7 separate regions of the Mus musculus genome follow, and regions 2, 3, 4, 5, 6 and 7 are each linked to region 1. Evidence: chromatin contacts called from public Hi-C, HiCAR-type and promoter capture Hi-C data. All regions are on one chromosome and are shown on one strand. Each heading gives the region's core, a stretch centred on a gene start, on an enhancer-like site or on the middle of the called end of the contact. The rest is flanking DNA. Distances are from core to core; before and after follow the strand shown. Region 1 holds the start of Iqce (IQ motif containing E). Region 2 holds the start of Zfp853 (zinc finger protein 853). Region 3 holds the start of Zfp316 (zinc finger protein 316). Region 4 holds the start of Fscn1 (fascin actin-bundling protein 1). Region 5 holds the start of Actb (actin, beta). Region 6 overlaps Fbxl18 (F-box and leucine-rich repeat protein 18). Region 7 holds the start of Tnrc18 (trinucleotide repeat containing 18).

Region 1 (4,161 bases), core at 920-3,419:
CAGGGCGTTCTATGGTACGTGCCCACGCAGGCAGTGGGCGGAGCGTCCCCAGGCGGGCTCGGTGTGGGCGTGGCTTTCCGCTGGGAGGCAAGGCCTCGCTGGCCTCAGGCCACGTGTCTAGGCTTTTTTTTTTTTCCTTTGGTTTTTCGAGACAGGGTTTCTCTGTACAGCCCTGGCTGTCCTGGAACTCACTTTGTAGACCAGGCTGGCCTCGAACTCAGAAATCCGCCTGCCTCTGCCTCCGGAGTGCTGGGATTAAAGGCGTGCACCACCACACCCGCCTTGTGTCTAGGCTTTTAAGGTCTCCGAATTTTACTGGGTCTTCTAGCCCTTGCTTTCAGCTTTAGCGTTAGGTGTGGGCAGCAGCAGGTGAGTCAGCACAGCCGGTGCTGAAACCCTCGGTTCCCACAGCGGGTAGCGCTAAACTCCGGGGTCTAGAGTGTCAGGACCCTCCAGTCACCAAAGCCTGTATTTCTGTAGCTCTTCACAGCCCCAGTCCTCTATCCCCGCTTGCCTTCTGTCTGCCATCCATTGTTACCAACTCTTCACAACTTCAGCCTGCTCTTCTAATAAAGATTAAAAGTAGGCCATCGGGAACTAGAGAGATGGGTCAGTGGTAAAGAATACCTTTTACTCTTCCAGAGGAACAGAGTTTGGTTCCCAGCCCCGAGGTCTCACACACACACATACACACACACACACACACACACAATCTCTTTTAGGGCATGGTTCCCGAATGCCTAGAGATAGAGTAAGATAATGCTCATCTGCCCTGGAAATCAGACCTGTGAGCTTGGTTGTCTCTATCTTGGTAATGGGAGACCCCAGCATGTTGGGCTTCTGCAGAAAATATCACTGCAGGCTGGAGAGATGGCTCAGCTGTTGAGAGCACTGACTGCTCTTCCTAGAAGTCCTGAGTTCAATTCCCAGCAACCACATGGTGGCTCACAGCCATCTGTAACGGATTCTGGTGTATCTGAAGACAGCTACTGTGTAGTCATACACATTAAATAAATAAACAGGGTTTCACTGTGTAGCTCTGACTGTCCTGGAACTCTATAGACCAGGCTAGCCTCAAACTCAGAAATCTGCCTGCCTCTGCCTCTGCCTCTGCCTCCCAAGTGTTAGGATTAAAGGCATGTTCCACCACTGCCAGGCTAATAAATAAAATCTTAAAAAAAACAAAACCAAAAAACTACTCTGCGTTTACATACTGAGTCTGGGCTGTTATTCTTTGGCAAATCATGGGTCCTTAGACAAGCAAGAAAAAAAAAACCTCCCAGGAGAATCCTTGTATTAAGCTTAATGTTGCAAAGCCACCCAGTTGCAGAGAGCTGTTTACTCAAAAAAATGAATGTGTGCTGGGGAATAGTCCCTTTGCAAGCCTAAGAACAGGAGTCGCCAGAATCCATAAAGGAGATGGGATGGGGGCGGAAGGGGACAAAATAAAAGGAGGGCATAGCGATACACATTTGTAACCCCAGCATTGATGAGGCAGACAGGATCACGCGCGCGCGTGCGCGCGCGTGTACACACACACACACACACACAGAGGCAAATGACATACTGTTTTCATCTATCACTGGCCTGCTGGGCCACCAGGGAAGTGCTCCCTATCTGGCCTGGGTTGGAAAGCCACGGAATCCTGGAGAGTTCAGAGAGGCTTGTGATAGCAAACCGTCAGCTGAGGGTTTAAAGCAGTTGGTGCTGGCCCATGGGCAGTCTTATCCTCATGGCGCCAGACCCCAGGTCTAACAACTAGGGAGTCAGTCACCTTGGCCCCCAACATCTCAGTTTCTTTACAGAAAAAAAACAAACATGTAAATAGGCTGATGTCCCCAATCTCAAATCTTGCGTATCGTTAAGGATGGTGCTTTATGCTCTCTTTTCAACTCAACATGGCGACCCTCGGAACCTCTGCCCACTGGACTACATAGTTGCAGCCAGTGTTTGCCGAAATCCAACCCGGGCTCCTGAAGTTGGATCTGAGAGCATGGCTTCCAGGTAGAAAGTTAGTATTGCCTGCGGGAAGCCAATTAATTCACGCATCCCACGAAACAAAACAAAACAAAACAACAACCAAAAAAAAAAAAAAAAAGCCCACAAGACCACAAGAACGGATTGCGCCGTGCAACCCCGGGAGAGTGCTTGGTAGGCCCCTTGCTCGCGCACACTTTGCGCGTGCACAAGATTCGTCGGGCTCCGGAGGAAGGACCACATCCGGGGCTCTGTGGCCGCGGCACGGTTGCCATGGTACCAGGGCGGCTGGCAGGCCTCCCAAGCCGAGGGCAGAGCTCGCAGGACCCGGAGGCCGCGCAGCGCTGCCGCTATGAGCCTGGGCACCACAGATATAGCCTCGGAGACGGTAAGGAGCCTTGGGGCGGAGGGAGGAAGGGCGCACGGTGGCAGCCAGCTCCGGCAGGCCGATTATTACCGCACAAGAGCCATCTCCGGGCGTCGGCCGCCACCGTGCCCGCGCCCCAGCAGCCTCTAGCTCCCGCCTGCGCTCGCGGAGGCCACTACTTCCAGGAAGCCCCCGGGACTGCGCCCCTCCCGCACGCGCTGCGGGTCTGAGGCTGCAGCCGGCCGACGATAAGCTCCTCTCGTAAGTGTTGCTGTAGGCTGTGGTCTCGCGACTCCCCGGAGCGATCCAGGGCAAGGGGGAAGTCCTGTCCCCAGCCTCCCCCAAGGCTAGTTTTGCACGGGTCCGGGAGTCATCTCTGGAAGAGGTGTGCCTCTCTCACTCTCTGCGTGTCGGTATCAAGTGAACTTTGTACATTCCGGGGGGCGGTGGGAGAGGGGCGGTGGCTATAGGACAGGGCAATAGGCTGATGTAGGGAGCAGCTTGGTACAGGTTTAGAGCCAGTAGGAGCATTAAATGTAAAGGCCGCAAGGCCGGGGAAAGTAGCACACCGGAAAGCAAGCTTTTGGAGTTGAGATTTAGAAGGGCACTGAGGGAGGTAGGCAGGGACCTGGCCATGGTGAAATATGACTTTCAAGGGTCCAGGGGACGCCTGTGAGAGCCTCCACAACAGACTGAACGACTAAGCCTTAGGTCAGCAGAGAGCAGCTGGGATTCCCTACTTGTTCCTGCACTCGAAGCTTTCCAAGATTTGCCTAGTTTTGGAGGTCGCTCTCTCAACACTGCCTTCAGTAGCTGCCCCCAGTAACTGCTCCCTCATCTCTGTTTTTTGGGTGCTACTGGGGACTGAAACCCTCATGCCAGACTAGAGCGCTACAGATAAACCTCCCCAGCTGGGTCACTGGGGGATTCTAGGCAAGCACTTAATTTCTGACTACCACTGAGCGCCCCCCACCCGCACCCCTCACCGGGCTCGCTCGCAGAACTGCATCTCCAGACCTTTAAGAAGTTAAAACCATCCCCACTAAGGGTGGGACTTGGTGGGGGAAGACTTCGAACCGGATGTAAAGTAAATGAATAAATTAATGAAATTTCTTGTGTTGAGATTACAAAGATAGTTCATGACTCTTTCAATACATATGGCAAGTTACCATAACCTAGCCATCCACAGAAATCCAATTAATATAAATTGTGTTTCTCATATGCATCTCCTCCCATACATTTTTAAAAAAGAGATCATATTTCTACAGTTGTATAACTCTTACCATTAATTTTGTTGCTAGCATTTTCGGTATTTTTTTTTAAACGCTCTTTGTATGTAGCCCAGGTTGGCCTCAAATTCAGCCTCCTCCTGCCTCAGCTTGCCAGATCCTAGGATTACAGGCTTGCACCTCCAGGAGGTTGGTGTTCCAAAATGTAACCAAGGACTGGGGAGACTGGGCTCAGTGGATAAAATGCTTGCCTGCACTCCCGAACCCACATCCAAGACCCATGGGTATGGCTGCTGCCTGTAATTCCAAATGCTCAGGAGTTGAAGACAGGGGAACTCCCTGGGCAAGCTGGCTAGCTAGACTAGCTACAACTGGGTTTAGCAAGAGAGCCTAGGTCACAGTGGAAAGGCGTGAAAGCAGTCACAGGGTCTGTTTCAGACCTCCCTCCACAAGCATGCACACACAGACGCACATACACAAATAGGCAGCCAGATAGAGCTCCATTCCGAGCAGTTCACAATTGCTTAGAAGTCCACCTCCAGGGTATCCCGCAACCTCTTCTGGCACCTGGCACCTGCATACATGCAC
Region 2 (4,161 bases), core at 811-3,310, 2.6 Mb before region 1:
TAGAACTGACAAACTCAGGAGAAGATTTCTGGGCTCAGCCCCAAAGATGATGTCTTAAGTGTAACCATGGAAACAGTCAACATGCATTCATCCAAAGCTGCAACAAAACCGTAACCACCAGAATGGGTGCAGACTACACAGGTTGGGGGCATAGTCCTGATGAGACCAGTTCCAGGGTCCCCAGTCTACCCAGACTCCTGGCCAACTGGTTACAAGGTCAGGATTTCCCCTGGCCCACTCAGGTTTGCTGTGCACTAGATCAACACAAGGAATTCAGGAAAGCACTGTTGGTGTCGGTGCCAGAGATCAAACCCCAGGGCTTTTGGGCTGCTTGGTAAGCATGCGCCAACTTAAGCTACATCTCTCTTGCCTTCACTCATATCAAAGCCAAGCACAGTGGTGTGGTCCTGTACTCACATGCTTCAGAGACAGAGATGGCTGATTCTGGAGTTTAGTGGCCAGCAGTTTAGCTAATCAGTGAGAGATCTAGGTCAAAAAATAAGGTGGAGATGGGCTGGAGAGGTGGCTCAGTGCTGCCCCCTTGTGGACTCCAAAGTACCTGCACTTGAATATCCACATGCTCACACACACACATACACACACACACACACACACACACACACACGGGCACACACACACACGGGCACACAAATAAATGTGTATCCTCCTTTTAAAGGTGGAAAATGATTGAGGAAAATACCCAGTATTGACATATGGCTTCTACATGTACACACACACACACACACACACACACACACGCATGCACACTCGTGTGCATGTACACACACACACACACACACACACACACACACGATACACAGAGGATGGAAACACTAGGGACTGAGGTCTCTGGAAGAGGCTCCAATCCGCTTAGGGGAGGAGAAGGACACCCCATCCTTTACCTGTCTGCTCAGCTGTCCTTACACTGCCTGGCATCCTGTCTCTACCCTCACAGATGGAAGACTATATGGTGCCTCTGGTTACCTGGCTGCAAGGAGCCCTTGTCACTCCAAATTACCCTGCCTCCAAAGCTGGCCCCCTACTGGTGTACCCACAGCTCAGTGTATTGGCTCTGGCCCTCTGCACCCATTTCCCTTGTAAGCGGGCTGCTGCTCTGCAAGTCAGACAGACATCCATCGTTCAGGATTTCCAAGTCAGGCTTGGGAGTTGGGGGAACAGGAATAGTGTGAATTGCAGACTGTGCTGTAAGCGGGGAGACAGGAAGAACAGGGTGTGATCCCAGGAAGGACTCTCCCCCCTTTTGGGGACATTTCCATTCTATAGAGGCAGCTCTTTTGTTGCCAGATCTGAAGCAGGGCTTCTTATGTGAATTCGCCAGAAGCCTGTGGGCTGCCCATAAAGCTGCGCGGGGGGAAATGGGGAAATACAGACGGTCAGCTCAAGCCTCTTGGAAAAGAAACACACACCCCAATTCCCATTCCCACTCCTACCCCCAGGCAGGGAACAAACAAACAGGGGAAAGCCACTGGAGCTGCCTTGGCTCTGTACGCTGGAAGGGGGCCTCTCCATTCCCCTCCTCCTGGCTGGTAGCTGAATGAGGGAGGGCCTCTGGCCACTGGAGAGAGCAAGAACCCAAAGAGATACCAGCAGGTCCCTCAGTTCCTGAGGGTGTCCCTGATGGAGCTGGCACAGTCTCTACCTGTCTATCTGTGCCAACTCAAGAGTCTGGGTTGGCTGTTCTGAGCTGCCTAAGGTCAGGAGGGGGCTTCCCCATGAACGGGTTAAGTGCGAGCTAATTAGCCCCAACTTGTACCCCTCAGTCAAGGGAAGGGCGTCCTGAAGCCACGCCTTTGACTCAGAGAATATGGGGGTGTTGGATGGGTACCCCCTTCCTCTTCCATCCTTGCAGCTTCAGTGGCAGTCGCCAACCGTGGCGCACGGACACGCGCACCGCACCAGGCGATGCGTTGCGGCGTGCGCTGCGCCCAGCATCGGTGGACCCTGGGAAGCACGCAGGGCCGACCATCCTGTCACCATTCCCACCCACACCTCCCCCGGGGGGGCCCTGGTGAGTGGCCGGGCCGGGAAGGGTTAAGCCCACAGAGCTAGCTGCGCGGCCTAGAGAGACTATGGCTTAGGCGAAGGCAGCGGCCACGGTGGTGGCGGCGGGGCCGGGGCGCGGGGGCGCGGCGGGCGGCAAGGGCGGGGGACAGGATGCGGATGCCGGGGGGACTTCCTGTGCCGGCCCCCCAGCGCCCCCGCCCTGGCCTGGCCGCTTCCCGCACGGATGCCCAGCACGGGAGGGCGGGCGAGCGATCGGGGACCTGGCCCGGCCGCGGCGCCCGCCCCCCGCCCCCCGGGCACCTGTGGCGGGTGATCGTCCAGGACTTTTGTCACCCGGTTCCCACCGAGCCAACCTAGGGCCCTAGTTTGGGCCCTTCTGCGCGCCACCCAGATCAACCCTGATCCCTGCTCTGGATTTGGAACCCTGCCTCCCTTCCCTGTCCCTCCGCGAGAGTCTCCACCAACTTCTGCCTGGGAACTCCACTCTGCACCTTGTCTTGGCCCAGGGCGACCTCCGCGGCTCTGACAGCGAAGATCCCGCAGAGTGCCCGTAAAGGGTTCTCCCGGGGGTGGTCAGAGCCTCCGTGCCTCATTCTAGATGAAGGTACCTCCGGAAGGAGCTGGCTGAACAGCCGTGGCCTTCACCTTGTGGCCACTGGTGACCACACCTCCCCTAGTGCAGAGGCTGCTGCCGGCGGCGGGAAATGCTGTTCCAGGTGAGGCCTGGCGCAGGCGCGCGCAGAGCCGCTTCTCTAAGGAGGGCTTCCAAAGCCAGAGGGAGATGTAGTCAGCTGGCGTGGGGGAGTGGGGACTCCCGCATGTGCAGACCACTTCTTCAGAGTGGACTCAGGACAGGAGCACAGGCCTGCAGAAGGCTCCTGCTGTGGGCTACAGTGCTCTAGAAACCTACCTTCCCAGGGTGTCCTGACCCAGGGTGACACCAGACCTATTGTGGCCTTAGAAGCGTGGGGGATGATCATGCTTTGGAAGGGGACAAGGAGCTGTACCCGTAGGTACCCTCAAGCGTGCCACAAGCTTTCCAGTCTTGGGAGAGGTTAGTTCCCACAGTTATGGGTCAGTATTGGAGACAGAGGGCCACTGGTCAGCGGAGGTGAATCCCTGGGTACATCCATCAAATAACAGCTCTGGCTATTCTGTGTAGGAATGGGGTTCGGCCACCACCACCCCTCTTCTGAACAGCTTCCTTTATTCCTCTTAGCACAGCCTGCTCCGGGAGACCCTGGTGTGACCGCCAGGATGGAGCTGGGCCCAGCAACCCAGACCTTTGTGTTGGAGCTTCGATGTCTTGAGGATGGGGGTCCAGGGCCTGACACCCTCTCAGGTGAGGGTTGAGGTATGGAGACAGTAGGGCCCCCAGCAAGGATTCTTTAGTTGAGTCGCAAGCTGGCACAACCCAGACCACCACGGAGGGACCCCATGTGTGTCCAGCATATTTACGACTGCTAACCCCAGCTACCTTGAAACTTAGCGTAGGACCTGTTGAGGTGGCTGCCAGGCCAAGGTCTTGCTGGAGAAAGAGACACCTTGACAGGATTCAGTAGCCTCAGCCCTGACCCCCACACCTGGGCTGGCTCTAACCTGCTTTTCCCATGTGCACCCCCCCCATCTCCCACCTGGAACTGGAGGGTGTTTCTCTGTCTCTAGTGCCTCAGACAGTGGCTAAATGGCTTCTTTCCTGTCCTTCCCTCTACCCTTGTCTCATTTCCTCAACATCTGTCTCCTTCCCCCCACCTGCCACACGGGCTCCCAGGGTGTGGAACCTCCCAGACCCCTCTCTGAGCCCCATGCAGGGATGGGGCAGCCTTTAAGGGTGGACAGGAGTCCATTTTCACACTGTGCTTTAAAGCACAGTGACAGGGAGGGGCAGGCTTGAACAGAGCTGAGAGAACCAGGATGAGCTGGGCGTGGCTGGAATCCCAGAACTTGGGAGGCTCAGTTTGACCTGTGTAGTGAGCTCCAAGCTAGGACTATATACAATGAGACACTATTGCACATCGAGAATATATATCAGGAATATTAGAATAGAAGGATCAAATCGGGCCCTACCAATTGAACAAAGACTCTTTCCGCTTGTAAATTTAACTCTAGCAGGCATAACACTTCAGGTGACATCTA
Region 3 (4,161 bases), core at 509-3,008, 2.6 Mb before region 1:
GCTATCTAACCACAACTTCAGCCCCTCACTGAGGGGATTCTAAGTCAGGCCCAGCACTGGTAAGCTTACCCCCAACCCCCACCTTTTAATGTTTTTGGAGATGGGGGTCTTACTAAATTGCTTGGGTTGGTTTTGAACTCATGATCCTCCAGAGTAGCTGGGACTTCAAGCTTGCACCACTGTGTCTGGCTGCATGATACTTGAGACATATGGACTCCATTTGAAAATCTGTTTCTCCATTTTCCCAGCTGCTCACTTGACAACAGGGCCCAAGAACATGGGAAGGGAGCACAGCATGGAACACGGCAGGAACACGTGCATGCATGGAACATGGCAGGAACACGTGCATGCATGGAACATGGCAGGAACACGTGCATTCATGGAACATGGCAGGAACACATGCATGCATGGAACATGGCAGGAACACATGCATGCATGGAACAGGGCAGGAACACGTGCATGCGTGGAACATGGCAGGAATGCATGTATGCATGGAACATGGCAGGAACACGCACATGCATGGAACATGGCAGGTACACACATTCATCACCTCCTTCGGGTTTCCCAGAGGGAAAGGTTGGCTCCCCTTCCCTTCCCTGGGTTTCTAGCCTGCCAGGGATCCTGCAGAGAGGCAGGTGATTTGGTAGGTAACCCATCTGTGTGAAAACCCAGGGTGCGTAAGAATGTCATCACGGAGATAGCTCATGTGCACACATGTGAACACACATCCTAGTAAAACCGAGAGACAAGCAGCTTCCTTCTATGTGTGCCTAAATGTGTGTAGGCAGGAAAGAAGAGTGTTTCTGGTCCCTAGAGAACCCACAGTTAGGGGTTAGGGCTCGCCTAAGATGAGAAAGGCTATGACTCCTAAAGCATCCAGTCTACATGGTCTACCAAGAAAAGCACAAGAGTGTCACAAAGACTTTTCAATATAAGGGAGGGGAGGCCAAGGAAGAGGGGAGAGAGGGCAGAGGCTAGAACTCTGGTCTCCCCAGGGTCATGTCCAGGGTTGGTCTCTATAGGTACCTAGGGCATTTACTCCAGGCATAGGTGGCCAGCAGGCTTGGGGTCCAGGGACTTCATAATATGGATGGCTCTTTGGAGCTACAGAGCACTGCCCTGAGTAGTCGTGAATATATCAATGGACTGTCAAGGTTCGACCTGTCTAAAGCCATGCAAGGCTATTTCCCAATATTCTTGCCAGGCCTGGGGATGACAGATTAGGGAGTTGAAGAACATAAATCCAGTCTGGCCTCAATCTCCAGTCTTTCATGCATTTGACTGTTATAGTCCACAGTACCCCCCTCACGCCTTGAATAGGCTGCCCCTCTGTCTGCCACACCCTGCACACACAAGTAAAGCCAGAATGGATCAATCTCCCAGCCACACCCTTGCCCATGTCAGGGTCAGACAAGCGCTGCCTGAATACCCATTGGGGGTCACTACCCTTCTCCACCATCAGGAGATCCAGGGAGGGTCCGGTGGACAGGAGGACGGGCTCCCGACACGTCCTGGCACGGGCAAAGGTAGACTTAGGCTGTCGTCTGGCGAGAAGAGATGCTCGCTGGGGCTGGACGTCGTGGGCAGGGGTCCCTTGAAACATAGAGGAGCAGGTAATAAGCAGGGGGTGCTCATTGTGGGTAGCTATAACCATCCTCCATGCATATGGGGGTGCGACGCAGCAGCACCCTGTCTACATCCAGAGCTCCGGGACGCCCCATGACCGGAAGTGCCCCCCTCGTGGGCGCGGACAAGGCGGGGCCGGCGGGCGGCACTTCCGGTGCCCACGCGCCGCCGCCTCCTCCGCCGTCGCGCAGCTCGCGGCCGTCACTTTGTGTAGTGCGGGGGGGAGTCCCCGGTGGTCACAGCCCCCCACCCCCCACGAGTCCGTGTCTCGCTCCGGCTTGGCCGGGCCCGGGCGCGCGCGCGGTGAGTGGGGCGCGCGGATGCGGCAGGTGCGCGCGGGCGGGACGCGCGCGCTGGGGGCGGTGGCGGCGGCAAGGCTGGCCGTCATGGATGCTCGAGAGCTGGAGGCCTCCGGTGTCCGTGGGGAGATCGCGGGACTGCAGGGCCCGTCCTTGGTGGGGTCGGAGTTGCAGCTGCACGAGCTAGATCTTCCAGGCCCCTAGATCCCCCCAATACCGACCTGGGCCTGCGCGGCACGTCAGGGATGGCTTAACACCCTAGAGGGGTACAGACTCCAGCGTGGGAGGGGGCGGGCCGGGGACGTCGTGCACTGCACCTTTGCAGGGTGCTAGCGCCGCCTTCTCCAGCTTAGGGGCGGGAGCTGGGCCGGAGCCGCCCCCGCCCCCTAGAGAGACACCTTCCAAGGAGGGCTGTCATTACTCCCGCCCTAGCGCGAAGTGGAAGCTAGGTACCCTCCCCCCATCCCCCAGAGAGAGGAAGAAAAGGGAAAGACCTTGTCCTGGAGCCCTACAGCCAGCTTTGTGACATTGAGGGGCCGTGGCCTAGCCTGCTTCATCTGTAAATGGAGGCTGGCTGGACTGCTCTCTCTCTCTGCTAAATCTGTTGCCCCCGAGATGGGTGGTGGAACGCGTTGGCAGAATCTAGGGTGCATTATGTGGACACAAGAAGGGAGGGAGGAGGTGCAGGTATCAGCGAGGATCAGCCCACCTGCTCAGCCTGGGTGGGTGGCATTGGCATTTTGTTTTGGTTCTGTCGCTACTGGCTGGGCCAGGGGGCTAGCTGGCCTGGTTGAGGAGCCTGCTCTGGGGGGTCGTGGATGACCTCCAGGGAGCAACCCTGGAGAATAGGGGCTCCGGAAACTGGGCAGATGGTGAGGAGTGTAGTGAACAGGGAAAGACATTCTGGACAAAAAAGGGTCTTAAGTCAGTGGGGCTAGTGAACGGGAATGAAGGTAACTAGCCACAAGTGCGCATGCGCGAGCGTGACCCCACGCAAACATCCTTTACGTGGATCCCCTGGATTTGGGACTTTTCTGGAGTTCCTAACTTTTAACCTTTACGATTGTGTCTCTGCACACTCCTTTCTATGGACAGTGCAGCACCCCGTTCTGAGTGTCTGCAGCGCTGTGCCCTAGGCTCAGGACTTGAGTGGAAAGATGTGTTGAAGTGACACAGTGATTTTTGCCTGATGAAGCCGTGAACTTGACACTGCATTCGAATCCAGGATGAGAGGTTAAGGAGAATGGAGCAGAAAGGCGTTCTAGGGACTGATTGGCAGGAGTGGGGCTAAGAATATCCCAGGAGGAGGGGAACCCCCAGGGCCTGAGTTGCAAGAATATGAACTGACCTTCTCCTGGTCAGACTGGTTTTCAGAGCTTCTGTTCTGAATCTTGGGTCAGAGCACCTGGAGCATCAGGCTTTTCTTGGCTTCTGCCCTGTCTCCCTGTCTTCTCATGGCTTTTTTTGTTTTTTTTTTTTTTTTTTTGTTTTTTGTTTTTTTTTTTTTCGAGACAGGGTTTCTCTGTGTAGCCCTGGCTGTCCTGGAACTCACTCTGTAGACCAGGCTGGCCTCAAACTCAGAAATCCTCCTGCCTCTGCCTCCCAAGTGCGCCACCACCGCCCAGCTAGAGGCTTTTAATAGGCTTTTTTTTTTTCCTTCACTTTTTCCCTTCTTGCTCTGTCCTGACAAGCAACTCAAGGGAGGAAGTAGTTGCTTGGGCTCCCAGTTGAAAGGTACAGCCCATCACGGTGGGAGAGACACGGAGGCCACGCAGAGAGACTGATGCTGGGGCTCAGCCTGCTCTCTCCTTCTCATTCACACCAGGGCCCCAGCCTAGGGGATGGTGCTGCCCATGTTTAGGGTAGATCTTCCCACCTCAGTTAACCTAATCTAGCCACTCCCTCACAGACATTCCAGAGGCATCTTCTCTTTTGTAACTTCAGATCCTGTCAAGTGTGCAACAGTAACCATCACAGGACGGGTGCACAGACTCAATTTTATCCACTGTCCTCTCTGGTGACAGAGACTCTTCATGACTTCTGGGGTGGGTTTTAGTTTGGTGTACCCTTTCCTCAAGCTGTGGCCAGCCTATTGTGGAGTGTGACAGTTGTGCCCTCACAAATATTTTTTTAAAATTCCAGTATCCATGTCATTAACTGTAGATCTCTGGACATGTCTTTAATAAGTACTGGAGTAGCTACTGTGTGTCTGGGATAGGAATTAGGGGGAAAAATT
Region 4 (4,161 bases), core at 998-3,497, 2.3 Mb before region 1:
GAAGCGAGATCTCACAAGCCCCTACCAGCAGGCAGCAAAGACCCTTTGAAGAGTCGGGGGTACGCCAGAAAGGAGGCGCCTACTTGTACCATGCCCATGCCGGTCGGAAATGGCCTGCCAGCCTGCTGGAGGCCCTGGATGGGGACAAATAGAGCTGCAAACGGTTGTTCCCAGCCAGAGAGGCCTTGGGGACCGGTTCACTCGAGAGTAGAGGCTTTTGGAGGGACACTCCGCCGAGTGCCGGACCGCAAGGCGTGCATAGGAGGGCAGGGAGGGCGCCTGGCGCGCAGCCACCCGCGCCACGCCGCCTGCCAGCCGGGGTGCGAAGGAAGAGCCAGGCGGCTTCACTCCGCGCCTTCTCAATGAACCCTGGACCAGGGACAACGCCTGGAGGGTTGGGGGTGGCTCTTCCGCAGAGGGACCCGCCTAAGCCGATCCCCTCCCCCAGCTCCGCCGCATCTGGTTTTCCCATCTGCAGAGCCTTAGCAGGACAAAGGGGACGAGGGAGGGCCCAGCCGTGGCGACCCGCCCCCCTGCTCACAAAGGCCGCGGCCCGGAGCGCCAGGCCTTAGCGAGGGGAGATGGAGTGGGGGAGGGGAAGCCCCTACGGACAACCCCACCACCACCAAGAGTCGCAGGGCCGACCCCGCCCAGCACACCCCGCCGGGATCAAAAGCCCCTCCAACCTCCTCTATCTCGCCATTTAAGGCGGGGAGGGCAGGGGTGACTGTCCCCTGGCCCTCCAGCCAAAGGCCCGCGAAACGGGAGAGGACGCACGAGGAAATGAACAAGGGGGGGTGTAGGGGGAACCCTTCCTCTCCAAGACCTGGGACAGCCTATCCTAAAGAATCGGCTCATGAATGGGGATGGCTCAGACTGGGAAGGAAGAGGAAACGGAGAAGATCTAAGCTAGGTCTATGGAGTCCCACGCCCCCAGCCGGGGGGGGGGGGGGTGGTGGTGGACAGTATTGCTTTAGAATGTGTTAGGCCTTACCCACTTCCCCACGTCACCTTCTCCCAGCAGAAGAAGCCTACGTCCTGAACAGAGGGGTGGTACATGCCTTTATTCCCAGCACAAGAGACAGGAAGGAAGATTTCTGCGAGTTCGGGGCCAGCCCAGTCTACATAGCGAGTTCCAGGATAGCCAAGGCTATCTGGTGAGATCAGATCTTTCAAAATAGAAGCCCACCTCCTCATGGCGGAGCCCAGAGGCCTGTGAGCCTAAAGGGAGCCCAGGAGGAAATAGGGAAATAGAAGGAGTGCAGAGATGCTTTTGTGCACTGGGTCAGGACCCAAGGGAGGGGACATGTCCCCAACTCACCCTGGCGCGTGGACACGTTCCTCTCGTTGGCCGCCTGCAGCACCACCTGAGCGCAGCTCTGTTCCAGGGCGAAGAGCTCATCTTTGCCCACCTTGGTGGCCTTGCCAGCCTTGAGGGTGCCGCTGGGCCCGGACGGAGCCAGGTAGCGACCTTCGCAGTCGCGAAAGGCCACCTTGCCGGAGCGGAACTCCAGCGTGAAGCCCGTGGCGGGCTCCGGCCGTGCCACAAGGCGCCCGTCGTGGCGCAGGAAGCGGTGGTCGGACGTCTGCACACTGTAGCGTTGGTCCTGGAAGGCCAAGGTGATGAGCGAGTCGACGCCCCAAGGCACGTCGCGGTCTACCGCGATCTCGTCGGCCGGCCGCGCGCTCAGATGCGCGTAGCGCTTGCGGGTAACGCTGTAGATGTTAACCTGCGGGTGCATGGCGATGTGCACGCTCCACTTCTCGGCCGGCGACACGCTCTGCGCGAAGCAGGACAGGCGGTCCTCGGTGCCGCCAAAGTAGCGCCGGTGAGCCTCGGACTGCAGCGACCAGCGGCCGTCGTCGTGCGCCACGACGAGAAAGCGGCAGTCGCCGTCGGGCACCTCGCGCTCGCAGGTCACGTTGCCGTCCTTGTCGGCGGCCAGGTAGCGACCCAGGTGGCTGCGCAGACACACGGCCGCGCTGCCCGCCTCATCGGGAGGTTGCTCCAGCGTCCAGATCTGCTTCTTTTTCAAGCTACTAGCGGATGCGTTCACCTTGAACCCGAACGCCTCGGCTGTCAGGTACTTGTTGCCGCAGCTGATGAGCCCGAACTGAATCTGCACAGCCTCTGCCGTGCCGTTGGCGGTCATGGTGGCGGAGGGCGGCCCGGTGGCCCCGGGAGCTTGGATAGCTGTGCCCGACCTCCTTTGTTCAACACGGCTTAGCCCGCTGCAGTTCTCCACAAAGCCAGCCCGGCGGCGCCCAGGGTTTTATAGGAGGATGACGTCACCGTGGCCACGCCCCTACCCGGGCCTGCCGGGGAGGGGGCTCTGCAGCGCGCGCCCGGTCCCCTGCGCTTCCCCGGAGTGTTTTTCTGGGGTTTAAGACCGGGTTTCACTCTGTAACTCAGACTAGGCTTGAAGTATCTGTGTGGCTCAGGCTGGACTCGAACTCATAGCAGTCCTTCTGCCTCTGGCCCGTTCGTGTTTGCTAGTCCATTTAACTGTTCCTCCACAGTCGTGCTCTGCAGTAGTTGGCTGATCTCCAACTTTCTCCTGCTCTCTGAGGCCATCCTGAAACACCCCTACCCCCAAACCCAGTCGATGGGAAGGACCAGGTTTAAGATAATGATCCCTTCAGGATGGAGGGAGGGTCCAGGGTGTACCAGGAAGTAGCCTTAGAGCCGGTCCTTGAAGAAGCCAGAGACGCCAGAAGGGTCTGGGGTAGAAAGGAGGTTAATTTCTAGAGAGGCGCATGCAGAGCCCTACCTGCCCCGCCCGCCTCAGGGTTTTTCAAGGCCTTGTAGCCTGGGCCTCCTGAGCAGAAACCGAGATTTCTATTCCCGGGTCAGCATAGAGTACAGCCACCTTGCTGACTCTAAATAAATTGTGGTAACTGTGGCCCAAGTCAGTGGCCCACAAAAGTCCCTACTGTGGTGATGCTCAAGCCCCGGGGTGCTGGTCTACCAGGAAGCAGGGTAGGTAAGGCAGGAATAGTGGTCTCTGTTTATGAAGACATCAGAAAAGCAGGTCAGCTCCCTAGAATGGCACAGCCCCAATGTACCTCCTAACTGCAGCCCCTCAGGGTTCCAGACCAGAGGGACATTCCCACAAACACCACCTCCCACCTCCCACCACACACCACCCCACGTAAGAACACTTCCCTTTGAGTTTCTGGAGGACTGAGACTTCTCCTGGGACATTCCCCACATGCCAGGCAGGCCCCTGGAATGCTGGCCCTACCCCAGGCTGCCCACAAGATCTGGGCCCCTGGCCCTTCCCAGCCACAGGCTGGGCAGGGTACTGAAACTGACCAGTCTTCACGGTGATCTGTGTCCAAACGCATCTCTGTCCCAGGCAAACCCCTCCAGCGACCATCAAAGGGGAAGGGGAGATGGCATGGCTTTCCCATCATCAAAGGTCAGTCCTGACAAGTCCCTAGAATCCTTGCTGGGACATCTAGTTCCTCCCTTAGAGGTCACAGGAAAGGTCACCAAGTTCGCGGCCGATAGCCAGCCATCCTCTCCTGCTGTGGGACTTTGCACAGGTTACTCTCACTCTCTGAGCTCTCCTTCCTCTGTAATAAAGACACATATTCCTGGGTACAGTGAGTCACACTTGTAATTCCAGAACTTGAGAAGCAGGGACAGGAGGATTGCTTTGAGTTTAAGACCAGCCTTGAGGGAGCAGGTCAGAAGACTGGAAGCAGTAACAGCCAAAACCCGATACTGAGGGTGCCCTCTCTGCCATCCGGTACTCTGTTCAAACCTGTTTAACCCAGAGCATCGCATCGTGGGCAGAATCGGACAAGTTGGCCTCATTACACACCAGGCTGTTAAGGTTAAGTCAATGCTGCTATGTGTCAGGGCTCCGTGAACGCTCTGTATTGATTAGTCACTGAACTTCACGTCAGGGCATGGGCGTGCTGGCCATCCGAGAGCTTTAGGCTTAAGCTATGGGGGATGCCTGGGTGTGGTAAGGCAAACGCCAGCACACCAGAGGTAAAGGCCGGAGAACCGACAACACAAGGTCATCCTAGGCCTCTGAGATGACCTTGAATGCCAGGCCAGCCTAAGCTATATGAAACCTTGCCTCAAAAACCCAAAGCTGGGAGCTCGGAGGGTAAAGGCACGCTCCCGGGCTGAGGGGCTGAATTTAG
Region 5 (4,161 bases), core at 960-3,459, 2.2 Mb before region 1:
TCATAAGCACACAGGAAGCTGAGGCAGGAAGAGCAGGAGTTTGAGGCCAGCCTGGGCTACATAGGGAGCCACTGTTTCAAACAAAGAAGCTGGGCATGGTGATATATGCCTGTAATCACAACACTCTCGGGATGTAAAGGCAGAAGGATCAGTTCAAGTCTATACTCCACTACATATCAAATCTGAGAGCAGCCTAGGCTACCTGAGACCCTGTTAAAAACAACCTCCCACCCTCAATTTCCAACAAACCAAGAGAAATCCCCCCCACGCCACCCCCAAGAATGTGAAAGAGAACACTGGAAAATGATCATTGCAGACAAGACAGACCAGAATTGTTTCAGAGGTCGGGTGGGGCTGAGGTGCCTGCCCCTTGACCAGTCCCAGGACTGAGAGGTGACAAAGTGGCAACACAGGTCCTGCCTGGGAATCTGGTCTGCTCTAACCTAGTAAAGCTGTCTGGTGTCACCCAAGAGGCTCCCTCCACATCCTGCACCCCTGATGGCTGATGGCATCTTTCTCCCTTGCACCCCACCAGGGTTCTCCTGGGAATACTCTGGGCTCTCCTTATTGACAGGCAGCATTTGCCCTGCCCCACCCCCACCTGTGACTTGCAGGACTGGCAGGTCCTTGGGCAGCTGGCAAACTGCCTGAGCAACTGAGAAATACAAGGCCAGGGCCAGGGCAGTCCTGTCCCCCGGAGGCAGGGAGGAGACTGCCTGGGAAAGTTCTCTCAGGGTTGGTGACTGCAGAAGACTTTTGTCAAATTTTTTTTTTTTTTTTGGTGGGAAAGATAACTAGGGGTGTGTTTCCAGTTCACAGCATATGCTGGGGTGATGGTCACCTCTTCCAGACAAGGCCTCAGCAACTTCAAAATGCCCTGCCACCAGCCAAGAACAAGGAAGCTGGCCACTGTAGTCCATATATGGATGAAGCCTTCTTTGGTTTCAACACCTACACTTTGTGAGCCAGTGAACACCTACCTATGCATGCACTGAGGCACGGCAGGCCCAGAGCATCTCACCTGAAGCACCCTTCTTGCCTAAATCCAGCTTTCTGTCACACTCTCCCAGAAGGTGCGTGTCCTTCTAAGCTAAGCTGAGGGATCCGGCCCTCAACCCTGACCCCGTGTGTAGCTCTCAGCCAAATAGCTGGCTTGCTAAGTAGAACACTGGTACTTAGGTGAGGGGGACAGGGGCTGCTTCTCTCTGGAGGATTTGGGGCTCCGGTGACCACCAACTTTTCCCTGAGCAGCTTGTCACTCCCAGAATCCCCACGGCTGGCAGATGGACTAGTGCACAACTCAGCTGTGGCTGCACATAATAAATAGAGGATAGATGGTGGGCCCCAGCCCAGCGATGTCTGGCAGTCACCCAGAGACACTAGCTAACGGCCCAGGCTTAGTCTTGCCTGGGTGTGATCAGGCAGTTCTCCAAAAGTGCCTGACTCCATGAGAAGTTTTGTTTGTTCTATTGAGCACAGTTCCTTTCTAGATCCGGGGCAGGGGATATCTGGAGGCATCTTCTTGCAACACCTCCAGTTATTGGACCACTGGGGCTCGCCCTATGCTTGGGATAGGATGGCCTTGAGTCTCTAAGAGGTCAAGATCCATGAAAACCTCTCCAACCAGAGTTCTGCTTCCAAGTTGAACCCCAACACACCTAGCAAATTAGAACCACAGCAGAAGGGGCCCCCCCGGATCTGGCTTTCCGGCTATTGCTAGCAATTGCTAGCAAGGGGGAGTGACTCTCTGTCCATTCAATCCAGGCCCCGCGTGTCCCTCAAACAAGAGGCCACACAAATAGGGTCCGGGCCTCGATGCTGACCCTCATCCACTTAAGTGCTCGATATCCACGTGACATCCACACCCAGAGGGTCCTGGGGTGGTTGGGTGACCCCCAGAATGCAGGCCTAGTAACCGAGACATTGAATGGGGCAGTGTCCACAAGGGCGGAGGCTATTCCTGTACATCTGGGCCTACGGAGCCAGCACCCATCGCCAAAACTCTTCATCCTCTTCCTCAATCTCGCTTTCTCTCTCGCTTTTTTTTTTTTTCTTCTTCTTTTTTTTTTTTTTTTTCAAAAGGAGGGGAGAGGGGGTAAAAAAATGCTGCACTGTGCGGCGAGGCCGGTGAGTGAGCGACGCGGAGCCAATCAGCGCCCGCCGTTCCGAAAGTTGCCTTTTATGGCTCGAGTGGCCGCTGTGGCGTCCTATAAAACCCGGCGGCGCAACGCGCAGCCACTGTCGAGTCGCGTCCACCCGCGAGCACAGCTTCTTTGCAGCTCCTTCGTTGCCGGTCCACACCCGCCACCAGGTAAGCAGGGACGCCGGGCCCAGCGGGCCTTCGCTCTCTCGTGGCTAGTACCTCACTGCAGGGTCCTGAGGATCACTCAGAACGGACACCATGGGCGGGTGGAGGGTGGTGCCGGGCCGCGGAGCGGACACTGGCACAGCCAACTTTACGCCTAGCGTGTAGACTCTTTGCAGCCACATTCCCGCGGTGTAGACACTCGTGGGCCCGCTCCCGCTCGGTGCGTGGGGCTTGGGGACACACTAGGGTCGCGGTGTGGGCATTTGATGAGCCGGTGCGGCTTGCGGGTGTTAAAAGCCGTATTAGGTCCATCTTGAGAGTACACAGTATTGGGAACCAGACGCTACGATCACGCCTCAATGGCCTCTGGGTCTTTGTCCAAACCGGTTTGCCTATTCGGCTTGCCGGGCGGGCGGGCGGGCGGGCGGGCGCGGCAGGGCCGGCTCGGCCGGGTGGGGGCTGGGATGCCACTGCGCGTGCGCTCTCTATCACTGGGCATCGAGGCGCGTGTGCGCTAGGGAGGGAGCTCTTCCTCTCCCCCTCTTCCTAGTTAGCTGCGCGTGCGTATTGAGGCTGGGAGCGCGGCTGCCCGGGGTTGGGCGAGGGCGGGGCCGTTGTCCGGAAGGGGCGGGGTCACAGTGGCACGGGCGCCTTGTTTGCGCTTCCTGCTGGGTGTGGTCGCCTCCCGCGCGCGCACAAGCCGCCCGTCGGCGCAGTGTAGGCGGAGCTTGCGCCCGTTTGGGGAGGGGGCGGAGGTCTGGCTTCCTGCCCTAGGTCCGCCTCCGGGCCAGCGTTTGCCTTTTATGGTAATAATGCGGCCGGTCTGCGCTTCCTTTGTCCCCTGAGCTTGGGCGCGCGCCCCCTGGCGGCTCGAGCCCGCGGCTTGCCGGAAGTGGGCAGGGCGGCAGCGGCTGCTCTTGGCGGCCCCGAGGTGACTATAGCCTTCTTTTGTGTCTTGATAGTTCGCCATGGATGACGATATCGCTGCGCTGGTCGTCGACAACGGCTCCGGCATGTGCAAAGCCGGCTTCGCGGGCGACGATGCTCCCCGGGCTGTATTCCCCTCCATCGTGGGCCGCCCTAGGCACCAGGTAAGTGACCTGTTACTTTGGGAGTGGCAAGCCTGGGGTTTTCTTGGGGATCGATGCCGGTGCTAAGAAGGCTGTTCCCTTCCACAGGGTGTGATGGTGGGAATGGGTCAGAAGGACTCCTATGTGGGTGACGAGGCCCAGAGCAAGAGAGGTATCCTGACCCTGAAGTACCCCATTGAACATGGCATTGTTACCAACTGGGACGACATGGAGAAGATCTGGCACCACACCTTCTACAATGAGCTGCGTGTGGCCCCTGAGGAGCACCCTGTGCTGCTCACCGAGGCCCCCCTGAACCCTAAGGCCAACCGTGAAAAGATGACCCAGGTCAGTATCCCGGGTAACCCTTCTCTTTGGCCAGCTTCTCAGCCACGCCCTTTCTCAATTGTCTTTCTTCTGCCGTTCTCCCATAGGACTCCCTTCTATGAGCTGAGTCTCCCTTGGATCTTTGCAGTTTCTGCTCTTTCCCAGACGAGGTCTTTTTTTCTCTCAATTGCCTTTCTGACTAGGTGTTTAAACCCTACAGTGCTGTGGGTTTAGGTACTAACAATGGCTCGTGTGACAAAGCTAATGAGGCTGGTGATAAGTGGCCTTGGAGTGTGTATTGAGTAGATGCACAGTAGGTCTAAGTGGAGCCCCTGTCCTGAGACTCCCAGCACACTGAACTTAGCTGTGTTCTTGCACTCCTTGCATGTCTCAGATCTATCCATACAGTTTCACCTGCCCTGAGTGTTTCTTGTGGCTTTCTGAACTTGACAACAT
Region 6 (4,161 bases), core at 426-2,925, 2.2 Mb before region 1:
ACTAAATTCAGGGCTGGCCAGGACACCGGAGCGAGACCCCATCTAAGATTTAAAATCCAAAGGGCTGGGCATACGGTTCTGTGGTGAAGTGCTTGCCTAGTGTATGTGTGGTCTAAGTTCAGTTCCCAGCGTTGAAAATAAAAGTCCAGGTGGCTGATCTATCTCTGCCATCAGATCGGCTCCCTAGGGCAGTTGCATGTAAGTCCCCTAAGGCCAGCAGGTGTGGCTGTGGCTGTATGAGAACTGGGGGGGGGGGGGGGGTTTGGGGGGAGGGCATACTGAAGATGGGATGTGATAGCCTTGAGCTGGCAGGTCTGTAGGCAGTGGCTAGCCTCACTCATCCCTGGAGTCAAGTCCCTAGAGCTCACACCCATCTCTCTGCAGGTTGGAGCAGCCCTACTTCAACGCCAACGCTCAGTTCTTCCAGGCACTGGGCCAGTGCTCGTCTCTGCAGCGCCTGTGCCTGGTATCTCGCAGCGGCACCCTGCAGCCAGATGCCGTGCTGGCCTTTATGGCCCGTTGCCTGCAGGTCGTCATGTGTCACATGTTCACCGGAGAATCCCTTACCACCTGCAAGAGCCTGCAGCAGTCGCTCCTCCGGAGGTGAGTGGCAAGGCCTGGCAGCTGACCGGGAGGTCTCAGACAGTACTGCTGTCCCCAGGACTCAGTGTCCTCAGCCCGTTACCGACTTTGAGGAGATGGAGCACCAGATTCTAGCAGCATGATCAGAGGGCCTGGCCTGCTGCAGGGGACTAGTTCCCATGGATAGTCTCTGGTCTCAGCCATGGAAGGCTGAGACAGAAAGAGCCCAGGAGTTAGGGCTAGCCTCAGGTACAGAGTTTATCCTGGAGTCTAGAAGCCAAAGTTTGAGTTTACTGTGTCTGATGTGGGCCCAAGAAAGACTTCTTGACCCTTCCTTCCTTCATCCTTGTAAAGGCTGGACTCCCGGCAATTCAGAAGCTGAGGCAGAACTGGGAATTTGGAATACTTGGTGAATTCAAGGCAAGCTTGGCCTATAAGCAAGGCCATTTCAACAAGCAAGTAAGGGGCTGGGAGTTTAGCGTAGTTGGTAGAGTGCTTGCCCAGCTGACACTAAGCCCTGGGTCAGTTCTTACAACATGGGGCTGGAGAGATGACTCAGAAGTCATCTTACTGCAGCTGGGACATGCCAACACGCCAGAGGCAGAGGCTAGCCTGGTCTACAGGTCAAGTTCCAAGACAGCCAAGATAGCCTCTCCTGGCCACTTTGGGCAACTGTGTAGATGTGAGGCATATAAGCTTATGTGAGCTCACATTACATGCACATACATACATACATACATACATACATACATAAACAGATCTCAGTCTCTGTAGTACCACAGATGTGTTAGCACATGCTTATGATCCTAGCACTTGCTGATGGAGGCAGGATTCAAGTCCTCTACTACATAACAAGTTTGAGGCTAGCCTGGGCTACATGAGACCCTGTCTTAAGACAGTGTAAGTAAAGAGAGAGTGGCTGGTCTGAAGAAACCCTCAGGGCAGACGCTGAGGCCTGACCCAGGCCAGCACAAAGCCTTCCTCTCTGCTATTGCTGGCAGCCTCGGGGCTGGGCAAGGCCCTAGAGACTGGCAGAGAGGCTGTTCTGTGGAGGCCTCTGCTGCCGCCTTGCCATCTGCAGGGTGGTGGCTCTGCTGTACACCCCTCCCCCACGGTGACAGCAGCCTTTCTGGGTCTTACAGTCTGCCCAGCTGTGCAGGGCGCTGAGCTGCAGGCGTCCAGCAGGTGGCAGTGTTGCTCTTGGCAGCCAGCCACCCGGTGCCCAGGGTGTCTGTGAAAAGTAACCGTACTGTCTGTCGTCTTTCCTGAAGCTTCTTTTGTTTGCTTAGCTTAAGAACTTTTTTTAGACAGGGTTTTTGTAGCTCAGGCTGCCCTTGAGCCCACTGTGATGCTGGACACGACCTTCCCCTCCGTATCCTCCCGCCTCCATCTCCTGAGTGCTGAAGTTATAGGTATAGAGCACTTTTGGAGTAGCCCAGGCTGGCCTTAAATTTGTGGCAATCCTCCTGCCTCAGCCACAATCCTCCTAGCACCTCACCCAGCAGGGTAGATGGAGCTCTCAGCCAGCAAGACTGGGGTCCCTTCCTCCCTGCACTGCACTGTCGGTTCCTGGCAGGATTATGCTTCGTGTCTGTCCCCGTGCCAGGCTGTACTCGTGCCTCAGGTCCCTGGGCAGTTGAGTTGCATCTTTCTCACCTTCCTTAACTGGCTCGGGGGCTTCATGTTGTGGGGTTGGATTTGGCTTCTCCCACCTCACAGGATGTATCTGTATTTAGGTTGCCTGTGTCTAATGCCTGCACAGTGTGGTGACTACATTTGTCCTTCAGGTTTTGTGTCCTGTGTCTGCCTGTCTGTCTGTCTCTCTCTTTTGAGTCTCAAGTAGCCCAGACTAGCCACTAACACGGAGAAGAATAATCAGAATAAACGTAACCTTCTGATGCCCGCTCGCTACTTCTCAGGTCTTGTCGTTACAGGCATACACTGCCACGTTAGATTTATGCCATGCTGGGGCCCGGAAGCGTCAGGCAAATAGTCTGCTGGCTGAGCCACGTCTCAGCCTTGGGGTTTCCTGCTTCTTGGTGCCATTCTGGGCATTGACATCTCAACCCTCCCCAGTACCAGGATGAGCTGCGTGTGTCCCCATGCCAGCTCCTTTTCTCTCCTGTTGCACCATGCAGCCCACTGGATGTGGGGCTGTGTTCTTCTGCAAGTCCTTCCCCTATTTGGGCTTCTTTGGCCTCATATGAGGTCTGAATTCAGCTCCTGGGGTCCAGACTCAGTGACAGAGGTTCCTGGTGGACCTTGGGGGTTAGTGGCCTCCCAGGCTGGTGAGCAGGGACTATCAGAGTTCCGCTTTACCCAGTGCCCACACATCTCTGCACCGCACCGGTCCAGTTTCCCATCTTCCCTAGAAACTTGTGCTGGTCTACCTGATGCATGGTTGCCTTGCCTGCTGCTGTCTGCCCACAGTGCTGTTGCGTCAGGGTCTGGGCCATGCACTTGGCTGTCTGATAAGCCCACCCTGGACTTCTCTCTCTCACCCCCACTTCAGACTCGGCAGGGAAGGATCCCTCATTCGTCCCTGCTTCCTTGGGCTCTCCCACTTGGGCCAGGCCTTGCAAACCCTGGGAATGGGGAGGGCCCTGTGTCCTCTGGTCACTGTGGCGCCGTGATACTGTGGCACTGTGGAGGTAGAGCCTTGAGACCCCAAGGCTCCTCCCAACCTTGTCTCTGGGGAGCAGCCTCATCTCCCAGGCACAACTGGAACCTGTCCATGACAGACCCACTCCTGCCCACCCTGGGTAAGCCGTGACATGGGAACCACTGCCACTCATCCCACCTGGTGCCTTCGGCTTCCCAGAAGGCTTCCTCTTCATGTCTGCCTGCTGCCACATGACCTAGGCATGACAGCTTGAACCCCATATGGGACTTTTCTAGGTCCTGTCTCCTCCCTGCAACAGGGCCTGAGCCCAGAAGCACGCGTGATGGCCCTGGCACAACCCCAGACAGTAGCAAAGTGAAGGTGAGGTCACTGCTCGCCGGGAGCAGTTACAGACCTGACATCTGTGGCCATGTCTCAACAGCCTCCGGCCTGAAGACTCAGGAATCCCAATCCCGAGTGCAGTGTGAGGCGCTGTCCTCCAGCTCCTCTCAGGCTAATATGACAGAGGTCTGCCGTCCACTGCGGTGGCCATGTCATTCTCTTGAGGCCAGTTGGCACTGTCTTCCCATGTGGGATCTTAAAGTATGTTTGTGTCTGTCCCCGTATGTTGGGCATATGGCCCTGGAAGGCCACCTGGCTGCTCCAGCCCCAGTGGTGTTCCATGTAGACATGGGGGGCATTCTTTCTGTAAGTTTCCAGCTTGCCAGAACCACAGTTAACAGCCCCCCCTCTGCTGCTGTGTTCTGGCAAGCTCCGGCCCCTGGCAGCCTCGGGGCAGCCGCGCTCAAAGCTGAGTGTGCACATGTGATTCTCCATGCCGGGAAGACAGGGTTCTGCGTCTGGTCTGCAGACTGCAGAGAAGTGCTCTCAGATGGAGCAGGGGATTGCTTAAGTCTGCCTTGGATGTCAGTTTCAGAGTGCAATCAGGTTGGGGGATGAGGCTTGGTCAGTAGAGG
Region 7 (4,161 bases), core at 1,223-3,722, 2.1 Mb before region 1:
TTATAAAAACAGGCCTTTGTTTTTTTCCAACCCCGCAAGCCTTTTGCACAATCCCCCCACCCCACTCCGACTCTCTCAAGATACATATTTTTTCTTGAGCTGTATTAAAATAAGAAAAACATTCTGGATCCCGGGAGGGATGAGGGGGTTGGGGGGAGACCAGGGCCTGCGCTCTGAATATTGGAGGGCGTTGGGGGGTGGGGGAAAGCGAGCGACTGAGGCGTGGGAGGGTTTAACTAGGAACCCACAAAGGCCTCTGGATAAGACTCAAGGGCACTAGGCGCCCCCCACCCCCTCAGCCCGTTTCTCTCTTGTTTCCAGAAGCCCTCGCAGCTTAACAGCATTTATTTTATTTCTTGCAATCAACTCCCCCCCTCCCCTAAGGCACACAGACACAATACCTCCTTTCTCTAACCCCCCTCTCTCCGTCTTTGCTCCTGCCGGTCCCCGGGCAGCACCGGTCGCCTCCGGTCGCCCCTGGCTGCCACTGAGACCCCGTCGCCCAGCTCCGAGCGCGCGGACACCGCCGCTCAGTTCCCCTCAGCTCCGGCTATTTTCGTTCTTTTCTCTCCCTCTCCCTCTCTCTTCTCCCTCCTCTCTCCTCCCCCCACCGAGCTCCAGCTTCTAAAAGAGGGCAGCCTAGAAACCAGCCCAGAAAGCTCCAGGAAGGGCAACTTGAAACTGCTCTCAAGAGGCTGAATTTTTTCCCCCCTTCAAATTTATCCTGGAATTAAATTAGACACCCCCAGCTCTCTCTCGAATCTTCCCTCTTTTTTTTTCCTTCTAAAAGTGGAGGAAAGAAAAATAGAACGGATGAGCACTAACTAGCTCATTAAAAAAAAACTCTCAAAAATTGCCTTAAAAATGGATTTTCTTAAAAAAAAAATAGCAGCAGCAGGAAAACGCTGAGTCCGCAGAGCAGGGCGAAAGAGCGGGCTTCTTTTGTTTTAATTAAAACCCTATAGTTGCTCTCGAGGTAGGATCTGCAAGGCTCTCTGTCTTTCCAAGCTTCCTTTCCAGGGTAGGTAATGCCTAGCTGGGCTCGGGCTCCGAGAGGGTGCAGGGGATCTCCCCACCCTTTAGAACGGGTCCCTTCGGCAAGGATCACACTCCCTGGGTCCCCAGTCAGGTAGACTGCCGTCGGCGGCTCCCTGCCACTTAACTTCGAAAGTTTTTTTTTTTTTTTTTTTTTTTTTTTTGCTGAAAGAGCAAAATAAAAGTACAAAGTCTGGGGGATTAGTGCTCCCCTCCCCCTCTGGCCGCCGTGGCCAGCCAAGCACTTTTGGGCTTGGCTTGCTTCCTCTGAGCTCAACAGATTTTTTTTTTTCCCTTTCCCGGTCTCGCCCTCCCTGGAGGGGGCGCGGCGGATGGAAGGCGAGAGAGGCCCCCAGCCAAGAGGTTTTTAATATTACACCTTAATAGGTTTCAGAAGGCCCCGTGGAGAAATGCTAATAGGGCTGAAATGTCAGAACCGAGAGGGATTCAGCTCGCGTTCCGCCGATCTAATCCTTTTTTCTGCTCTGGTTTTTCTTGGCGGGGAAAGGGGGAAGGAGGGGCGCCCACGCCAAAAGGGGCTTTGGGGAGGGGCGCGCGGTGCGCACTCGGCCGCAGAGCCCCACAGCCCGGGTTTCTATAGGAACCTTTTATAAGATGCAACTCACCGCTGCCGACCGCCGCGGCCTGTCCAAAATATTAATCAGTAAAGCCTTCTGACACCGCGTTTCAGGGAGGGGACCCGCAGGCAGGGGCAAAAGGAAAAAAAAAAGGCCTTGTCGCCTGCCTGCCCACCCCACCCGACCGCGACTGCTAGGGGGAAAGGGAATGAATCGCTGCTTTATTTTAAAAGGCGAGAGTGAGCGAGCAAGCGAGAGAGAAGCAGGCCTTGTTATTTTTCGTCTGAACCTCGCTCTTTGGAGTGGCACCCTAGAGAGGGAGCGCCGGGCGCGGGCGCAATGAGCAGCTCGCCGGTTCCCGGCTCTTCCCGGCTAGCTTGTCACCTCCTCCCGAAGAAGGAAGCTGACAGGAGGCCTTGCAATGCCCGGGATTGCGGCGACAACCATCTTCCTCTATTTTGATCACTCAGCCCAGACGCAGGAGGAGGGGCTGGGATGTGGGGGGAGGGAGAAGGAGAAAGAAGGGGGGGGTCTGCTGGAGCTGGTGTGGGGGAGGGCTGCCTAGAAACGGCTCGGAAAAATTCTCACCACCAGTTTTGATCATTCAGCCCCGCCGTGGGGAGCCTGGAAACTGCTGGAGCCCCGAGGTCCGTAATTGGTTTTATAGGAATGGCTGAGGGCCAAGGTGTTTACATGCGCGTGATGGGCGGCGAGCGGGACCAATGCGCTGCGGCCGGGGGCTGGCCCGAAGGGGGGGGCGGGCACCCGGGAACAATGCGTGTTTCTTCGCCTGCGAGGCTCCCCTCCCCCGTCCCCCTTAAGCCCCCCCTTCGCTTTTTTTTTTTTTTTTTTTTTTTTAGATCCAGCGAGAGGAACTTGAAAGGGGGGTTGTGTAATGTACCTTTTCCAATCCCGGGCTGTATATGGAGATTTGGGATTCTTTAAACCGGCGCTACCTGGATTTTATTAAAAAGCGGGGAGCTCGGCGGGAGGAAAGCTGGCTTTTCCGGGGGCTGCGGGAGCGGGGCCGCGGGAGGGCGGAGGAGTTGGCGCGCCGCGCGCCCGGCCCGGGGAGCGGTTTTCTACCAAAAAAAGGAAAGGCGGGCAAAAAGTGTGAGGCGGCTGCGGGTGGCGGAGGGGAGCGGCGGCCGAGGGATGGCGGGCAGTACGGGCGCCTAGCCGCGCCAGGAACCGCGGCGGTTGCCGGAGTCGCCGTCGGAGCCTGGAGCCCGGAGCCCCGCCGCGCCAGGTACGCTCCGGGCCCCGATGCTCCCCGAACTTGTGCAGCGTACCCCTTGGGTCCGCAAAGCAGAAGGTCCCCGAAACAGTCGGGGTCCCCAGAAGGGAAGCGGAGGGCAGGGATCAGGGGGAGAGGACGCATCGCTGCGCCTTGGACTCCCACCCGAGCTCTCAGTCTGCAGCACCGCCGAGGGCGGCGGTTCCCTACTTGGTTCCCGGCAGGCGGCGGGCTAGCCCGGGGACGCCGAGACGGTTTCGATTATAGGCTGTTTTTAATTAAAAGCCGGAATTCAGCCATTTTAGCTGCATTTAAGAGGGGAAAAGTAGAGAAGGACGCAGTGGAACCCCGCAGATAGCCACGCCAGCTTCTCGACCATGGCAAAGGCTGCTCCGTAGGGCTTCACCCCGACTTCCTTAAAGTGGGGCGCCTGGGCTCTGCCTTTTTCAAAACGCTGCCTTTAATGAATATTATCTTTAAGTGTATGCGGGAAGCTCCTGGCGCCTTTGAGACAAGTATCCCGGGCTGTGACGATCCTAGATTTTTTCAAAAGTAAACGCGATTCTGGTAACCAGAGCCTGATAAAGAGCGAGGGCGGGCGAGAGGAAGAGGGGGTGTTGTAACCAAAGCCACGTTAAAATAGGCGTCCTTAGCAAAGTTGGGGGAAGAGGACTTTTGGGTCTGGGCGTAGGGCGGCTGGTCACCCGGGAGCTGTGGCTTAGTCTCCGTCTGCTAGAGCGCCCCGGTTCTCCCGGAACCAGGGGGTCTAGAGTAGCCTGGGGCTGGTAGTCAGGGAGGGAAGGGTGGGCTCTCTGAGACCTCCCTACCCCCTCGGGAACAGGAAAGCGACAGATCTTTTAAACAAACAGCTTAAATAGGACTTACAGGAGGGTTTACCCGATGCTGGGGAGGCGCCCCTCCGCTGGCCCGCGCTGTTAAGTTATTTTTTTTCCTTTGTAGGTTATTTTGGGGGTGTGTGGGTCACAAAGCTAGGGTAGAATTGAGATCTTTGGAGACCCCTTCTTTCTTCTCTGATGATCCCCAAATCCTCCACACCAAGCCACGTTCTCCGGGCATCGGTATTCCCAGGCCCGGGCGTTGGAAAATGAAACCAAATCTTGTTTTGAAGGAGTCTTTTTCCAGTTCACGGGCGAGAATGCCACGTCTCGGGGACTCGGATTCTGCGACTCCCAATGGCCCAACGGGGGCAGCAGGAGGGGGGCGGTGATCTTCCTTTAAAAATAAACCCGTTTCGTATCTGACCTTGGTAAACAACAACAAAAAGCCCCTAAACCGAACACCCCTTTTATT

The links. Promoter capture Hi-C pulls out the DNA fragments that hold promoters and counts their contacts. A called contact is a pair of places that touch in the nucleus more often than the background predicts. HiCAR-type assays count read pairs that join an accessible place to other places.
Region 2: a contact with region 1 is called in a promoter capture Hi-C map of liver, with 2.6 times the contacts expected there. The contact joins the promoter of Zfp853 here to the promoter of Iqce in region 1. A contact is called at or near these places in 3 of 39 promoter capture datasets (hippocampal neurons and liver) and 1 of 115 datasets of contacts at active chromatin or transcription factors (astrocytes).
Region 3: a contact with region 1 is called in a promoter capture Hi-C map of liver, with 3 times the contacts expected there. The contact joins the promoter of Zfp316 here to the promoter of Iqce in region 1. A contact is called at or near these places in 3 of 39 promoter capture datasets (cranial neural crest, hippocampal neurons and liver) and 1 of 115 datasets of contacts at active chromatin or transcription factors (astrocytes).
Region 4: a HiCAR-type map of embryonic stem cells shows a contact between it and region 1, with 4 times the contacts expected there. The contact joins the promoter of Fscn1 here to the promoter of Iqce in region 1. A contact is called at or near these places in 1 of 39 promoter capture datasets (embryonic stem cells) and 5 of 115 datasets of contacts at active chromatin or transcription factors (embryonic forebrain, embryonic hindbrain, embryonic stem cells and 1 more).
Region 5: a contact with region 1 is called in a Hi-C map of B cells, with 6 read pairs. The contact joins the promoter of Actb here to the promoter of Iqce in region 1. A contact is called at or near these places in 4 of 39 promoter capture datasets (cranial neural crest, hippocampal neurons, liver and 1 more), 1 of 484 Hi-C or Micro-C datasets (B cells), 2 of 115 datasets of contacts at active chromatin or transcription factors (astrocytes and embryonic forebrain) and 3 of 9 other capture datasets (adipose tissue, liver and pancreatic islet).
Region 6: a contact with region 1 is called in a promoter capture Hi-C map of hippocampal neurons, with 4 times the contacts expected there. The contact joins the enhancer-like site here to the promoter of Iqce in region 1. A contact is called at or near these places in 3 of 39 promoter capture datasets (hippocampal neurons, pre-B cells and stem cell-derived epiblast-like cells) and 2 of 115 datasets of contacts at active chromatin or transcription factors (embryonic forebrain and embryonic stem cells).
Region 7: a contact with region 1 is called in a promoter capture Hi-C map of liver, with 4 times the contacts expected there. The contact joins the promoter of Tnrc18 here to the promoter of Iqce in region 1. A contact is called at or near these places in 13 of 39 promoter capture datasets (the 3T3-L1 cell line, 3T3-L1-derived adipocytes, the SN4741 cell line and 8 more), 1 of 484 Hi-C or Micro-C datasets (muscle stem cells), 13 of 115 datasets of contacts at active chromatin or transcription factors (the NIH/3T3 cell line, the SCID.adh cell line, bone marrow-derived dendritic cells and 9 more) and 1 of 9 other capture datasets (adipose tissue).

The regions. Positions count from the first base shown.
Region 1 is chr5:140,700,386-140,704,546 of GRCm38.p6, reverse strand. Iqce (IQ motif containing E) reads left to right here and starts at 2,169. Exons shown (of 23, transcript NM_028833.3): 1 at 2,169-2,365. The coding sequence starts at 2,330.
Region 2 is chr5:143,291,433-143,295,593 of GRCm38.p6, reverse strand. Zfp853 (zinc finger protein 853) reads left to right here and starts at 2,060. Exons shown (of 3, transcript NM_001370826.1): 1 at 2,060-2,741; 2 at 3,250-3,367. The coding sequence starts at 2,730.
Region 3 is chr5:143,267,619-143,271,779 of GRCm38.p6, reverse strand. Zfp316 (zinc finger protein 316) reads left to right here and starts at 1,758. Exons shown (of 7, transcript NM_017467.3): 1 at 1,758-1,929.
Region 4 is chr5:142,958,441-142,962,601 of GRCm38.p6, reverse strand. It overlaps Fscn1 (fascin actin-bundling protein 1), which reads right to left and starts at 2,247. Exons shown (of 5, transcript NM_007984.2): 1 at 1,322-2,247. The coding sequence starts at 2,153.
Region 5 is chr5:142,904,802-142,908,962 of GRCm38.p6, reverse strand. Actb (actin, beta) reads left to right here and starts at 2,209. Exons shown (of 6, transcript NM_007393.5): 1 at 2,209-2,311; 2 at 3,271-3,399; 3 at 3,487-3,726. The coding sequence starts at 3,277.
Region 6 is chr5:142,875,100-142,879,260 of GRCm38.p6, reverse strand. Fbxl18 (F-box and leucine-rich repeat protein 18) reads left to right here. Exons shown (of 5, transcript NM_001033312.3): 4 at 385-603. Among named protein-coding and RNA genes, the nearest start is that of Fbxl18, 18 kb to the left of the region's middle. Within about 2 kb of position 1,675, at least 59 of the 459 cell types and tissues checked have an H3K27ac peak or open chromatin away from gene starts, as enhancers often do. A contact at or near this core is called in hippocampal neurons, where this site is marked.
Region 7 is chr5:142,815,973-142,820,133 of GRCm38.p6, reverse strand. It overlaps Tnrc18 (trinucleotide repeat containing 18), which reads left to right and starts at 2,472. Exons shown (of 28, transcript NM_001122730.3): 1 at 2,472-2,862. Gm31365 (a long non-coding RNA gene) reads right to left here. Exons shown (of 3, transcript XR_377182.4): 3 at 4,142-4,161.